Linked DNA regions of Mus musculus: region 2 is linked to region 1. The links are chromatin contacts, called in public Micro-C maps. All regions are on one chromosome and are shown on one strand. Each heading gives the region's core, a stretch centred on a gene start, on an enhancer-like site or on the middle of the called end of the contact. The rest is flanking DNA. Distances are from core to core; before and after follow the strand shown. Region 1 overlaps Ryr3 (ryanodine receptor 3). Region 2 overlaps Ryr3 (ryanodine receptor 3).

Evidence for each region. Hi-C and Micro-C count contacts between places; a contact is called where the count stands out from the background.
Region 2: a contact with region 1 is called in a Micro-C map of trophoblast stem cells, with 2.6 times the contacts expected there. The contact joins two enhancer-like sites. A contact is called at or near these places in 1 of 15 datasets of contacts at CTCF or cohesin (CD8 T cells), 6 of 484 Hi-C or Micro-C datasets (embryonic stem cells and trophoblast stem cells), 2 of 115 datasets of contacts at active chromatin or transcription factors (both in embryonic stem cells) and 1 of 9 other capture datasets (embryonic stem cells).

What each region holds. Positions count from the first base shown.
Region 1 is chr2:112,673,277-112,679,762 of GRCm38.p6, forward strand. Ryr3 (ryanodine receptor 3) reads right to left here. Exons shown (of 104, transcript NM_001319156.1): 71 at 5,101-5,271; 72 at 4,760-4,819; 73 at 2,557-2,688; 74 at 1,993-2,105. Among named protein-coding and RNA genes, the nearest start is that of Gm22676, 180 kb to the left of the region's middle. Within about 2 kb of position 3,590, at least 43 of the 459 cell types and tissues checked have an H3K27ac peak or open chromatin away from gene starts, as enhancers often do. A contact at or near this core is called in trophoblast stem cells, where this site is marked.
Region 2 is chr2:112,761,585-112,768,070 of GRCm38.p6, forward strand. Ryr3 (ryanodine receptor 3) reads right to left here. Exons shown (of 104, transcript NM_001319156.1): 49 at 4,655-4,745; 50 at 2,982-3,122; 51 at 1,940-2,103. Among named protein-coding and RNA genes, the nearest start is that of Gm22676, 260 kb to the left of the region's middle. Within about 2 kb of position 3,662, at least 8 of the 459 cell types and tissues checked have an H3K27ac peak or open chromatin away from gene starts, as enhancers often do. A contact at or near this core is called in trophoblast stem cells, where this site is marked.

The DNA of each region.
Region 1 (6,486 bases), core at 2,340-4,839:
CATACAGGGTTTTGTTTGAAACACCAACACCAGAGAAACAGCATCTCTATCATCAGATAAACCCCTTTTGCCCTTTAGTCTGGAAGATTCCATGGAAGTTAGACCATCATAAAGTAGGGAAGATCTGCCTCCATTGGCACCTCCTCAGTGAGCTGGTTGCTACAAAACTGATCTGTTGTCTTCATGCCAGAGAGGATCCCCAGGCAACTGTTCTTGAGCAAATGGCTTAAGGACAGCATGCCTCATTACAGAGATTCCTTAAACTTATTCTGGCATATGTAGGTGTAGGAACACTGAAGGAACACCCAGATAGAAAGAGATGGTACCAACATCATTATTAAAAAGCTTGGTTTTTGAGAAGGATAACTTTTGGCCCGGCCCTGGAGAGGTGTTTTTAGAGCTTAGTTCTTCAAGGTACATCCACAGGCAGGGGATCTGACTGAGATCTATTTTCCTGGGGGGGGACCCTGTGGAGCAGGTCTATATCTCAGAAGCTATGCTTGCCCCATCTTCAAAGACCTAAACGAGAAGCCTCCCTTGGTTCAAGGGAAGGTACAGGATATTTTGGACAAGTGATGGCTAAGATCTACCATTTGAAGAGAGCAAAGGCCAAACAGAGGGTGGACTCTGGTCTTACAGTCTAAAGAACCATATTGGTGTATAGGATTCAGAACATTTTTGTCTGAGTCGATGTCCATGGTCAGGTGAGGCTGTTCCCAGAGACTGGGGAGTTGATGAATCAAAGCCTGTTACTCAGTCACCAGCTATGTAGATGGATTAATAACCTGCCCTCACCTACTCTCCAGTCTATCTTTGAAGAAGGAAGCTGTCTTATCACCAGATATACAGATCAAGTTCCAGTCGTGAGTATTATTATGGTGTAGCTCTGCAATGCCCTCCAAAGGTCCTGCATTGAAGGTATCAGTCTCTGCTGTCACTGGGAGGTGGTAGACTCTTTACAAATTGAAGTCTAGTGGTAGAAAATAAGGGACACACCCTTAAAGGGGATCTGAGGACTGTGTTCTACCCCTCTTTCTGCTTCCTTGCCTCTGTGAGGTAAGGAACTTTGCTCTATGCCACACCCATTGCCACAATGTTCTGCCTCACAACAGTATGAAAATGATGCTCCCATACCTATGAAATTGTGAACCAAAATAAACTGTTTTTCCTTTTAACTTGATTTGCCTCAAGTGTTTTGTCGTAGTGGAAATCTTACTAACACAGATTCCCTATGTTGACAGAAGATATGCTACATAGTTTGAGGAAAAAAACAAAAACTAATCCCTCCACCCAAACCACACAATTTTTACTTCAAAGTACTAAAGACCAAGGTAAGCACATTGTGTTCCTAACTAGCCTCTGGGTATCTCTAGCCTTTCTCCCTCTTTTTGGTTTTAGACAGAGACTGGCTATATAGCCCAGGCTAGATTCACATTCATGATCTTCCTGTACCTTCTGATTACAGGCATGTGCCACCACATCTAGCTACCCCTCTTTTCATCTTGATGGTAAGTACACTGTGATGAAGGGTTCTCAGATTACAGTTTTTAATTAATTAATTAGTTAATTAATTAGTTAGTTAATTAAAATTAATTAATTTTTGCCTTTGGTGAAGAATAGTAAATTTTGTCATTTCACCCAGTGACTGAGCACGGAAATGATGAAGTTTGGGCTAAGGTATTTTAGAAAACAGTTCCCTGTTCTCAGAGTCCTTTGTGTTCTCACAGAAGCCCCTATGTCAGCAGAAGCAGAGAACCTCAGTGTGTATTGTTGGGAGGCTGTGAAGGCCCAGGACGAGGCATCCTCACCTGCCTCCAACCTTACCTTGACTGCTTAGTAGACCATTATACATTATGTCTGCAAGGCACCATAAGCCAAGGACCCCAATTCCTATTGTTAGGATCAAGCTGTCCATAGAGAGCTCAGCTGTAGGAAAACACTTTAACTCCTCTCTTGGGCTCACCTGGCAGACAAAAGTGATGGAGAACCTACCTGGGCAGATTGTAGAGGGGAGCCATCCTGAAACAGGCCACCACTGCCCGTTTCCGTTGCTTTGACAACAATTTGTGCCATACAGCCTTTTTGGACCTCAAAGGCTGTTCCACCTAAGAAGAAATCACGTGAGTAGGCACATAGTAGGTCAATCTGAGTGGCAGACTCAGTAGCTCAGACAATGAACTCTGGAATAATATTGGTTTTACAACTGAAGTTAGCAAAAATGTTCCCAGCAGTCATTCTTGTGTGGCAGGCAGTCCTAGGTTTTCTCTATTTTCTCAGATTCTACTAGACATGGATTGCAGTTTTACAAATGGCAAAGAGCTGTAATAAGTCTTTTGAAGTCATACTAAGAAGTCATAAAAAACACAAGGGAAAGCTGAAGGGACTGATGTATTAGGCACCAGGCAACATTTGGGGGTGTGGGATAACTTCCAATGGCTGTCTTTTGCCTGAAGGGGTCTCCTGTAACTGAGAGCGGAGGACAGGGAAGAAGGTTCTATCCTCCAGAGCAGTCTTGCTTACACACTCCTCAGAGCAAACACTCAGAGCAGAGCATACCTGCTCAAGGTGGAAGAGAGCTGCCGAAATGCTCTGCACCCGCTCCACCGTCTTTTCTGGATTAGAAGGCTCGTCATTCCTCAGAACGTCCTTGTAGAGGTTCAGTTGCCATTTCACAGCTGGGTCATCAGACTAAAAGTTGAAGCACATCCATGAGATGAGCAATTTCTGTGCCTCTTGTGCTAAGAAATACTTTTAGTTCTACCAGGGTTCCATATGTTAAGACTCGTTTTTATTATACTTTCCTTTCTCCCTTCCTCTCCTTTCTTTCAAATATATATATATGCTATTATTTATGTATATGTGTGCCTAACTCTGGAGCTTTCGGTGCTTGTGGATGCCAGAGGGGGCCAGATTCCTTGGAGTTGGAACTGTGTAATGTGGGTGCTGGGAATTGAACTTGTGTCCTCTGGAAGAGCATCAGGTGCTCTTAACTGCTGAGCCATCTCTTCTGTCCCTCTCCTTCTTTCTTAAGCCTACAACATATAGATGCAAGACATGAGCTTCATGTTCCCCATGCCTTTACCACTTTGTGCTACATTTTGGATGATTTCTGTAAAACAATCTTCCAGTTTCTCGATTCTGTGTTCAGGTATGCCTACCTTGTATCTTATGCCTACATATTAAGGTTTAAATTTCGAGAGTATGTATTTGTACAATCCTATGCTATTGAAAGAGTAGTAAACTCAATGCTCCAAGGTATGCTAATCATAAAACAGATAGCAACATTCCTTCCTCCACCCACCCGCTTCCTGGGTTCAAAGAGTGTTCATTCAAAGAAAGTCACCCTGACCCACCCTGACCATTGCTGGAACCCACTATGCAAAGGTGCTATTGCTAGGGGCTCTTAGATTGTTAGGGGCTCTTAGAAACTGTCTTGAGAGATAACCTGACACTTGTGACTTTGCACTTCCTTGTGACTCTTAACTGGTATTTTTGGTATTTTCCAACAAAGGTCAAGATGTCCTAGCTAACTTCTTAGCTTCTGTTGAACTTCCTGTTTGTGAGGAACCCCCTGCAGCTAACCACTTATCTTAGCTTCACTCCTTGCTTCAAACTGCCTGCTTTTGCAAAGCTCCCTGCAGCTGCTGAGACAGATGTCAGGACAGGGCTTTTGCTTTTCAGAACCCTGTGTTCTGAGCTCTTGGAGCTACCCCAAGGTCTTCGAACACTTGGGTGTGGTCCCAGCTGGCTGAAATAAAGACTTTCAATTGACAATACACTGTGTCTGAGTGGTCTCTGGTGAGCTCCCTGTTAGATCCCCACTGTCAAGATTTAGAACTTCTTAATTTTTGGCAGTTATGATTTTTTTTTGTCATTTGTTTTTCCTAGAGTATTTTATCTTCCATTGTTACACATTTTTAGAAGAAAGAATCAGTATTTTTGTTTTTCCTCATTCTCTTAGGGTATAATGTCCCCAAACAGAGCTGTTCAGAATTGCAGAACTGGAGAAATCTCAAGTTGCCTTTAAATTCCCTCTATCTTTTAAATTTATTTATTTATTTACTTTTTTTTTTCTCCCAAGACACAAACTTATTTTCTTTCAAAAGCTTTCCAGAGTAGCAGGTGCTAAAATGTCCACCCAGGAGCCTCTTTCTCTGTTCCACAAACATTGCAGTCAATAGATTCAGAGACTTAATCCGAACACCCCCTGAGATGGCCTGCTGTTCATTAGAAAGTGTAACACATACTTATCCTTGGCCTCTTTGCAATAGTAAAGGAAAAAACTAAAATTAAAGACATGGCTGTAAAGCTTAGCCTTTCTCTGTTTCTCTCTCTGTTTCTCTCTCTGTTTCTCTCTCTCTCTCTCTCTCTCTGTGTGTGTGTGTGTGTGTGTGTGTGTGTGTGTGTGTGTGTGTGTGTGTGTGTGTTTTGAGACAGGGCTTTCTGTAGCCCAGGCTGTGCTCACACTTGCTATGATAACCAACCCTGGCCTTAAACTCCTGCTCCTCATACCCTTGCCTCCCATTTGTAGCAATGAAACAGCTTTAAGAATACAGAACTTTAAAACTTGAGTGACATGTGATGTGGCATACATCTATAATCTTAGCACTTGGGAGGCTGAGGTAAGAGGGTCTCAATATTGAGGCTAGCCTAGGCTCCATAGTAAGACTGTATCTTAACAGTCAGATATACAAAGTAAACTAAGCGGGAGGACAGGTCCTCCAGCTAGCAGGACAGCCTGTGAGAGATGAAGCATCACCTTCTCCTGCAGGTGCAGGTTATTCCGAAGATGTTCCTTGACTTCTTCATCAGTGTCCCTCTGTGGAAAGATGGGAAATTTTATTCCTGTGGATCACCTTTAAAATGCAGCATAGGGTACAGGGAAGTATGGCTGGTCAGTGCACAATTTAACGGGGAACTTTCTTAGAAGAACAGGAGAGATGTAAATGAGACTTACCCCAAGTTACTGACTCCCAGACAGCTTTACAAAGTGTGTACCTCAACCCCTGCCCCTCAGAGGACTACCACCGTAAAGGAAGAGTACCGCCCACTCCTCACAGCCTTCCCTCTGCACTCAGCTGGACCACAGAAGCAGCTTACACAGCTGTATCGTGATTTTGCGAGTGAGATGAGCTCCTGGTCGCCTGGAGTACACATGTTCAGACCAATGGGCAGCATTTTCTTGAGCGCAGCCACGATAAGGGACGTCTGGATGGAATACAAGTCTCCTCGCCTCTTTGTCTTCTTCCGTTCCTGGTCCTGTCCTCCAGACTAGGAGATGATGTTGAAATAAAGAGAGGGGCTCAGTGACTCTCTGAAAGGAACTGCCTCAGCTCAGGGGTAGCTTGCTTCCTTGAGGCCCTGTCCGTACAGGTTGGGCCTTACTACATTTCAAAGAACAGTAAAAGAACAAAAACAAAAAATATGTTAAGCAAAACCAAACCAGATGGCCATTAAAGACCAGCCCAAACCCGAGCCTTCTCTTCTGTACATGCACACAAAACCACAGTAGCTAGACACACAGCACAGACATCCACAGTATTTATTGGCTTACTTGATTCTGCTCCAAAGGGACAATAGTCACAACAAAAGGAATGATTTTTATAATAGGTAAAATAACTCCCACAAGCAACAGTGCCCTTCCACTGGGATACCAGTTAACATGTGGAAGAGCGTCTATCACAGAACCAGTGGCCTGTTTCCATGGCTGAAGCTGGTATTCGATAGCCCAGGCGTGCCACACGGCCTCTCCACCACGGAGCAATACAAATTCTTACAGGAAAATCAAGACTAGGACTGCTTTGGGATCTGGCTTGGTATGTGGAGAAACGATACATGAAATAAAGGAATTCTCTAAGCCTTTGGGAGTTCTTCTAAGTTTAATTTTATTTTTAATTTTTGCTTATTTGCACTTACACGTGTCTCTGTGTGGGTATGTGCACATGAGTTAGGGTCCCACAGAGGCCAGGAGAGGGTATCCAGTGCCCTGGAGCTGGAGTTTCAGGAGGGTGGGAGCTGCCTGAGGTGGGTGCTGGGAGTTGAACTGGGGTCCTCTGCAAGAGTAGCAAGTGCTCTTAACTACTGAGTCATCACTCCAGCTGATGAGAGCTCAGGCTTTGTCATTCTTTGTAGAGTTCACTCAGCAAAGTATTAGTGGTTTTTGTTGTGTTGGTGGTGTTGGTGGTGGTTGCAGTTTCATCATTTTGTTTTGAGACAGGTCTAACTCTGAAGCCTGTGTTGGCCTCAGACTTGTGCCATTCCTGCTTCAGCCTGTCTATTCCCAGGCTTCCAGGTGTAAACTACATACCTGGCTCTAAGTGAAAAATGTAAGAGAGAAATCCGACTTGCTTCACTATATGATGATGGTAGCTCCCAGACAAGCAACTGAAAACACTCAGCACCCACAGCATACATGGTAGTCTGGGTGCATGCAGGAGACAAGATGCTATAGCCACCTGCCTTTGATGATGCGATGCTTGGAAGAGC
Region 2 (6,486 bases), core at 2,412-4,911, 88 kb after region 1:
CCAAACCATTATAGATTCCGTAAGCATTTTAACTAGACATGGCAGATGGCAGGTTGAAGTAGCACTTTGCTGTCACTCATGGGATTCGCTGTCACTCATGGGATTGCCCATCACATAGCTTAAGCTACTTTAGACACAGTGATACTACTGAGCAGGGTGGTGAGGCCAGTGTTGTGTTTCAGGCACCCACCCAGGTCTGACCACAGGGTTTCTCTGCCGAATTATCTGCACATAGGTAGCCTTCCTCCAGCTGCTCTGGGCTCTCCTGGCTCCACTGTGGTTACAGAGCCAGCTCTGGTCTCTGTCAATGAGAATCTTGTCATCCTACAGCTCCAGTCTAGATTGTGTAGCTAGAAGGTCAGATGTTACAAAATACTGGTTGTCTCTCAGTTTGAATTAGTGACACATTGTGACTAGTGTTTTGAAGACCCAGTAGATGCCTGTCATTTCTGTTTGCCTAACAGCTTTTATCCATTCTTCAATTTCCTGTGTGTCAGATGGTCTTTTGGTATTGCATATGATGTTAGGTGCATGGCCAGCAAGGTCAGGTCTATGACTAGATGGATCAAATTCACTTGAATCTAGAATTCAATGAGACAGGGGCGTCTCAAGGTGATTCATCCAATGGAGACAGCTGACGGTTGTCATTGTCCTTGGGGAGGCTTGGCTCATGAACTTTTTATTAGGTTCTGGCTATGACTCTGTGTCCTGGTAATCAGGGCTTCTTTGTTTAGAGATAAGACTAGTGTTGTCCTCACATTACTCAATTTACTGATGCCTAAGGTTTGTTTGAAGCAACAAGAGCTGTCAAAGCACTATGAAGCTTGCTTGTCGTTGGCACTCGATTGCTAGAGGGATGTTGATAATGTCTAACACATCCGCTCCTCACTTCACTTACTCTATCAGCTTCGTGGGCGCTTACATTTTTACAAAGGCAAACTTCTCTAAAGCTAGTGTCTGTTTTCTTTTCTTGCCCAATCTTCCATTTTTACCACATTCTTTATTTCTTCCCTGTAGGAGGCCCGATTCTGTTTCTCACCAGGCCCTCAATCAAGGTCTCCTCCAGTGGAATATGCACTTAATTTCTCAATGACAAACTTTATACTTTAGCAGAGCTGACACACCCAGGAAAGGTTTAGGCTCTTATCTGAGAACCGCTGTCACCAAACACAGGTCCGGGCGTTCATATGAGATAGGTCATTTACTAGCTCATTTTGAAGAGCTTTGTCCTCTTTGTTAAAATGTACCCAGGGATGAAGTCAGTCTGCTCTGGGCACATGCTTTGGAACTGTGCCTCAAAGTCTAACCCAGCAATTATTTTGCCCCAAGGATAAATTGACTTGTATTTGCAGTTGGATGAGAGCACCTGTTGGTCTGTTGAGAAACAGTAAAGGGTTCTAGATACTCATGGGAAGAAATTTTAAGGCACCACTGTAGGGTAGCTGCAAAGATCTGGCATCATTTAGCATGGCAAAGAGCAGATCCAATTTCTCAAAGGTCCACAAGCATTCTACTACCACTGAGGGCTTCTTAAGGTTCTGCTCTTACTATGGAGTTGTTTTGGTATTATTATACCTCTATAGGCCTGATTTGTAAAGAACAAAGTTGTTTTTTTTTGTTTGTCAAAAAAACTTATTAATAAATTAATTTAATCACTTATCAGGGTGGGCTTTGTAATGCCTCAGACAACATTTATTTTTGTGAGTGTGTCTCTTTCATGTATTAAACCAACCCCTCCCAAAAGCCTGAGATATAAGTAATATAGTATATAATCAGATATGGATGGATTAAATCTTGTTCCTGATGTGACTTATAATGTCAAAGGAGATGGTGAGCAGGGTTGGCAGGAGGGAAAATGCAAGTTTTACTGTAGTCTGAAAGAAAGTAATTGGCTACTCTATGGAATATAGAAACAGTTTAGAAGTGGCGTTGAACTTACTTCATGGTGTTGATAGGTTTGGGGTCAAAGTTTCCATCTGCATCCACTGAGACCTGCTTCTCCAATGTGGCTGTAATTCTCGTATCTAAATAGTCTGGTGGCAAGGCCCCAGCAATAGCACTGAGACAAGGCAGGGCCATTCGGAAAAGGTCCAGGTCATATTTCTGTGAGGAAAAACAGAGCACTCCAATAGACAGACCAGAACCACAGCTGTCATAGAGAATCATTCTCTTACCAATAGAAATAGACACAAAGGATGCATTTGCAGGTTGACTTTCTATACTCGCTACAGAAAACTAAAGAATTCTTGGAGGATGGAATGACAATCTATAAAGCCCCCAAGTTGCCATTCACTTTAAGTTGAAGAATTTTAAAGGTCTAAATCAATGTTAATCCAAATACATTTAAAGAATATCCGAGGTTAAGATGGCTTTCCCTGGGCTAAAATGGGTTATAAACTTTCCTGCTAAGAATAGTTATGGGCAATGACCCAACCTATGACCAGGGAGGGAACTTTGAAAATCTTATAAGCTCCACAGTGGTAGGTAGAGATTTGTACTAATATTTTACCCACTGGTGTGACATAAATCTCAGACAAAGGTAACTTAAGGAAGGAAGGCAGGCTTTCTTGTGACTTTGAGGGGACATAGGTCAGCAAGGTGGAGGAAGAGTCTGAGGCATCTGGTCACATTCTCCATCAGATAGTACAGGGAATGGGACTAGACTATAACCCTCCACAGAGAAAGACGACAAGAGTGTTAAGTCATTGAACTGGAAGCAGAAAGGGCTTTTGGAACTTGCTCTGGTAGCTGCTTTCCCATGTGTGAGCTCAGTAAGCCTGGCACATTGTGTAATGACTCTGAGGACTAGGTAGTTCCTGTTCCGGTGTCCTGGGGAGCCGGTGGGGAAGGGGCTTAAAGAATTAACATGATATGCTTGTGAGGTCCTTAGCAGTCTATAGAGAAGAGTGAAAGCAAACGGATGTCAGTTCCTGCATGCTTAAGTCACCGGGGCCATGGTTTCCTCAGGAAGCAGTCATTACCTTGTGGGAGAGGGAGTCAAAGATCCCCCAGAAGAGCTTCTCAGTGAGGTGCAGCTCCTCCTCCACAGCCAGCCCATAGCTCCCCCATCCCGAAGGCAGGCAGTAATACTTCCAGCACTGCTCGTAGTGATTTGTCAGAAGCTGGGAGTGTCAGGACGGGAGGGCACCAGCCACAAGGACATCCGCAGGCACCAGAGACATGCAGGGAGAAGAAAACAGAGTGGGAAATCCTGGGGGTGATGGTGGTGGTGGTGGTGGGGTAAACCAGTATTTGAAGGAGTTGGGTTGTCAACAGAGAGGCTCTTCAGATGCCTGTGGGGAAGGGTCTTCTCTCACACCTAATGAGCCAGGCTGAGCTGCATCTGCCTGATTCATTCTCCTGCCTCCTGATGTGCTCCCAGGTAGTTACTGAAAAATGGAGAGCAGTCAATCCCTGCTTGAAATGAGAAAACGTTGCCCTTTGAAAGGAGTCTCAGTGTGCTGTTCTAGTCAGTCAGATGTGCGAATAGTTTCATACGATTACAGACGATCCTGGAATATCCTGGGCTGTGCTGATATGGGGAGGGGAGAGTGGGCAGAGAATGGCGGGTCTGAGGATTAATGTTGATGGCTGTCTGTGGCTTTCTGGTCTCTCCCTGGCCCTCATCCAGCTCAATGGTGGGACACCAGTTCCATAGCTCACCAGGAGAGGGCACACTACACTAGTAACACACATTTCTAGTAGGTGCCACATCTAAGGGGGGAAACATGCCTATCAGGTGAGACGTTAGTGTGACTTTACTTTGTGGTCCCAGCAATGCCTCTCAGGAGCCAGCATCAGCTGACAGCAGAGGTCTGTAGAGAAACAATGCCAAGTTTAGGACATCACATGTTTCAGCAACAGGACACTTTGAGATTAAGATCCAGAGCTGTTGAAGTTAGAAGGAAAACTGAGTCCTGGGAGAACTGAGAACCTCTGTGATTGTGTAAATCTTCCTGCCTGGTTATGGGACTGAACCAATGGCTTCTGAGAGTTCTAGTAACCCCAATAAATATTCTGTTAAAACCCTGCTTGAATTATTTCTTAAAAGAAAAGAAACAGAAGGAAATTGTCAGTGTGGCTGGTCTGCAATGGCCACCAATTTTGATCCTACCCAGGACTAGATAATATGGGGCTATAAGAGACAAGTTATAGGAATAAGAAAGTAAATTAAAAAAAATTCTGTGTTCTTTTCATTAACAAATAGGAAAAGAAAAAAGAAAAAGAAATTCAAAGCATCTGTAACAAGAGGGAAAAAAAGCACAAAACCACGATGAAAAGGGACATTTTAGATCCTCTGAATAAAAGACCATAGGGAGAGCTGGAGTTCTGGCTGCTCTCAGAGGACCCTGGTCTGATTCCTGGCCACAAGTGGAGACTCAGAACCGTGTATAATTCCAGTCCCATGGAAGCTAACACCTTCTTCTGGCCTCTATTGGTACTGCGTGCATATGTTGCCCAGACATACATGTAGGGAAAATTCTGGTACACACAAAATACTAAAAGAAGTAATAATAGAGAGAGAGAGAGAGAGAGAGAGAGAGAGAGAGAGAGAGAGAGAATACACATTTCGGTTCTCTAATTGTGTGCACTCTGTGCAGCCCCGCCCCGCCTGTGCCATGAACGGCACTTCTATGGTGAGCATGATGCTTACCTTAAGGGGCATCTTGCAGTACTCGCTGAGCTGTGGCACGTCAAAAACCAGACGACGCAGGAGTTGCTGTAACATGGAAGGTCTCAAATGACTGCAGTATAGAGTAAGAAAACAGAAAGATGGGACAAAGTAAATACAGAACGGTGAAGAGAGGAAGGGAGGAGAAACAAAGGACAATGGGGGGAAAAAAAGCACATATTAGTACCAGCAAGAGGACTCGGTGGGCTAGAATGCTTAGTGTGCAAACCTGTATTTGATCCCTTCCCATTCCAGAAGGGTGCCATGGCACTCCGGCCGAGTCAGCCTGTCAGGCAGGGATGCCTAAAAGCTGCTCATGAGGCAAAAAGAGTTTCAAGGAAGCTCTCCTCCTGGAGTCTGGTGTCCCCTTGATTCTCCATTCCCACGTTAGTCTAGTGTATGGATCCACGTGCTCTCTTTCAGTATCATCTTATTATAAGTGCCTTTTAAGATTGAATTCTGACATAGCTAAAGCCTTCCGCCAGTGTTCCAACAGTCCTAGAACGTCCTTGAGCTAGACAGTGACATTCAGAATAGCCCCTGGTATTACACTATCAATAAAAGCAAAGTCGCTCCCATATACAAGAATTTACAATGGTTTAGGAAGTAGATCGGGCTGTGGTTTTAGAGTATTGCATTATTCATGAGATGGTTAGCTAGAACGGAACTCCCTAGTTAGAACCATGACTTGGGTGTGAAAGCCCTCGCCCTAGGAGTGAAAAGTTCTCACACCTGGCTTCTAAGACTATAGCTGACCTTAGATAGGGCTGACTCTGTCTCGGTTATTTTATTGCCCAGTTCCTGCCAGTCTTTGCGTTTTCATTCCTCTGTTCTGTGTAAGAGTCATTAAGCATCCGGTTACCTCATTTGTACCTTGCGGGTATGTCACCCAACTTCCTTATTGTCTTCTGCATAAAAAGTCTGATGTTCGATTTGAAAAATTATATTCAGATTCCACACGAACTCTCCTGTGTGCGTCTGTTTGTCAATCATTCTACGCTTTGTCCACCTGAGACTAGAGACCCGTTCCACGCAGACAAAGGGGCCCAGAGGGTCTGCGGCAGAGTAGGAGAGACTCAACTCAAGAAAGCTGTTCTCTGATCTCTGCATGTTCCCTGGAGCACAGGAATTTCTCTCTCTCTCTCTCTCTCTCTCTCTCTCTCTCTCTCACTCACACACACACAGAGGCACCCACTTACACACACACATGCACACACCCATTCCGTGCACACCCAATAATAAAACATAAAATTAAAAAAGCAGCATAAATTAGGACTAAGCCTCAAACCAAAGAGTGTCTTAACACAGATCTTAGATAAATCATAGTGGATGGTAAAGCCCCAGTTTGAAAATGGAATGTGGTTAAAATATAAAAAAGAGGCATGTGGTAATGAATTGGGGTACTTAAGGTTAATTTCCAATGGCTGTGCATGAAGATGATGTGGGGCTGTATGCACGGAAAATATATTCAGTGATTATGTGCAAAATACGTAACAGAAAGATGCGGCTGGCTTTATAGCTGTCTCCAGAGACTTCTCAGAACTAAGAATTTTCTTTAAAGACAGTCTCACTATGTAGCTGCAAAGGAAGAAGATAAAGCAGGCCAGCTGCAGAGGTGGAATCCGACTCCACCTGCTGGTATGATCTGAAGGCAACCCTAAAATCTCCTTCATTATCATCTGGTCCAGGAATTTCACATTATTAGAACGATTTCTTTGGGCTTCTTTTTTTCTCTCAAAACAACTCTGTACATGTCAAACACAGAAATTAAAGATTAATTAAAGACTTATCAAATTACTGAGTTCATGGCTGTG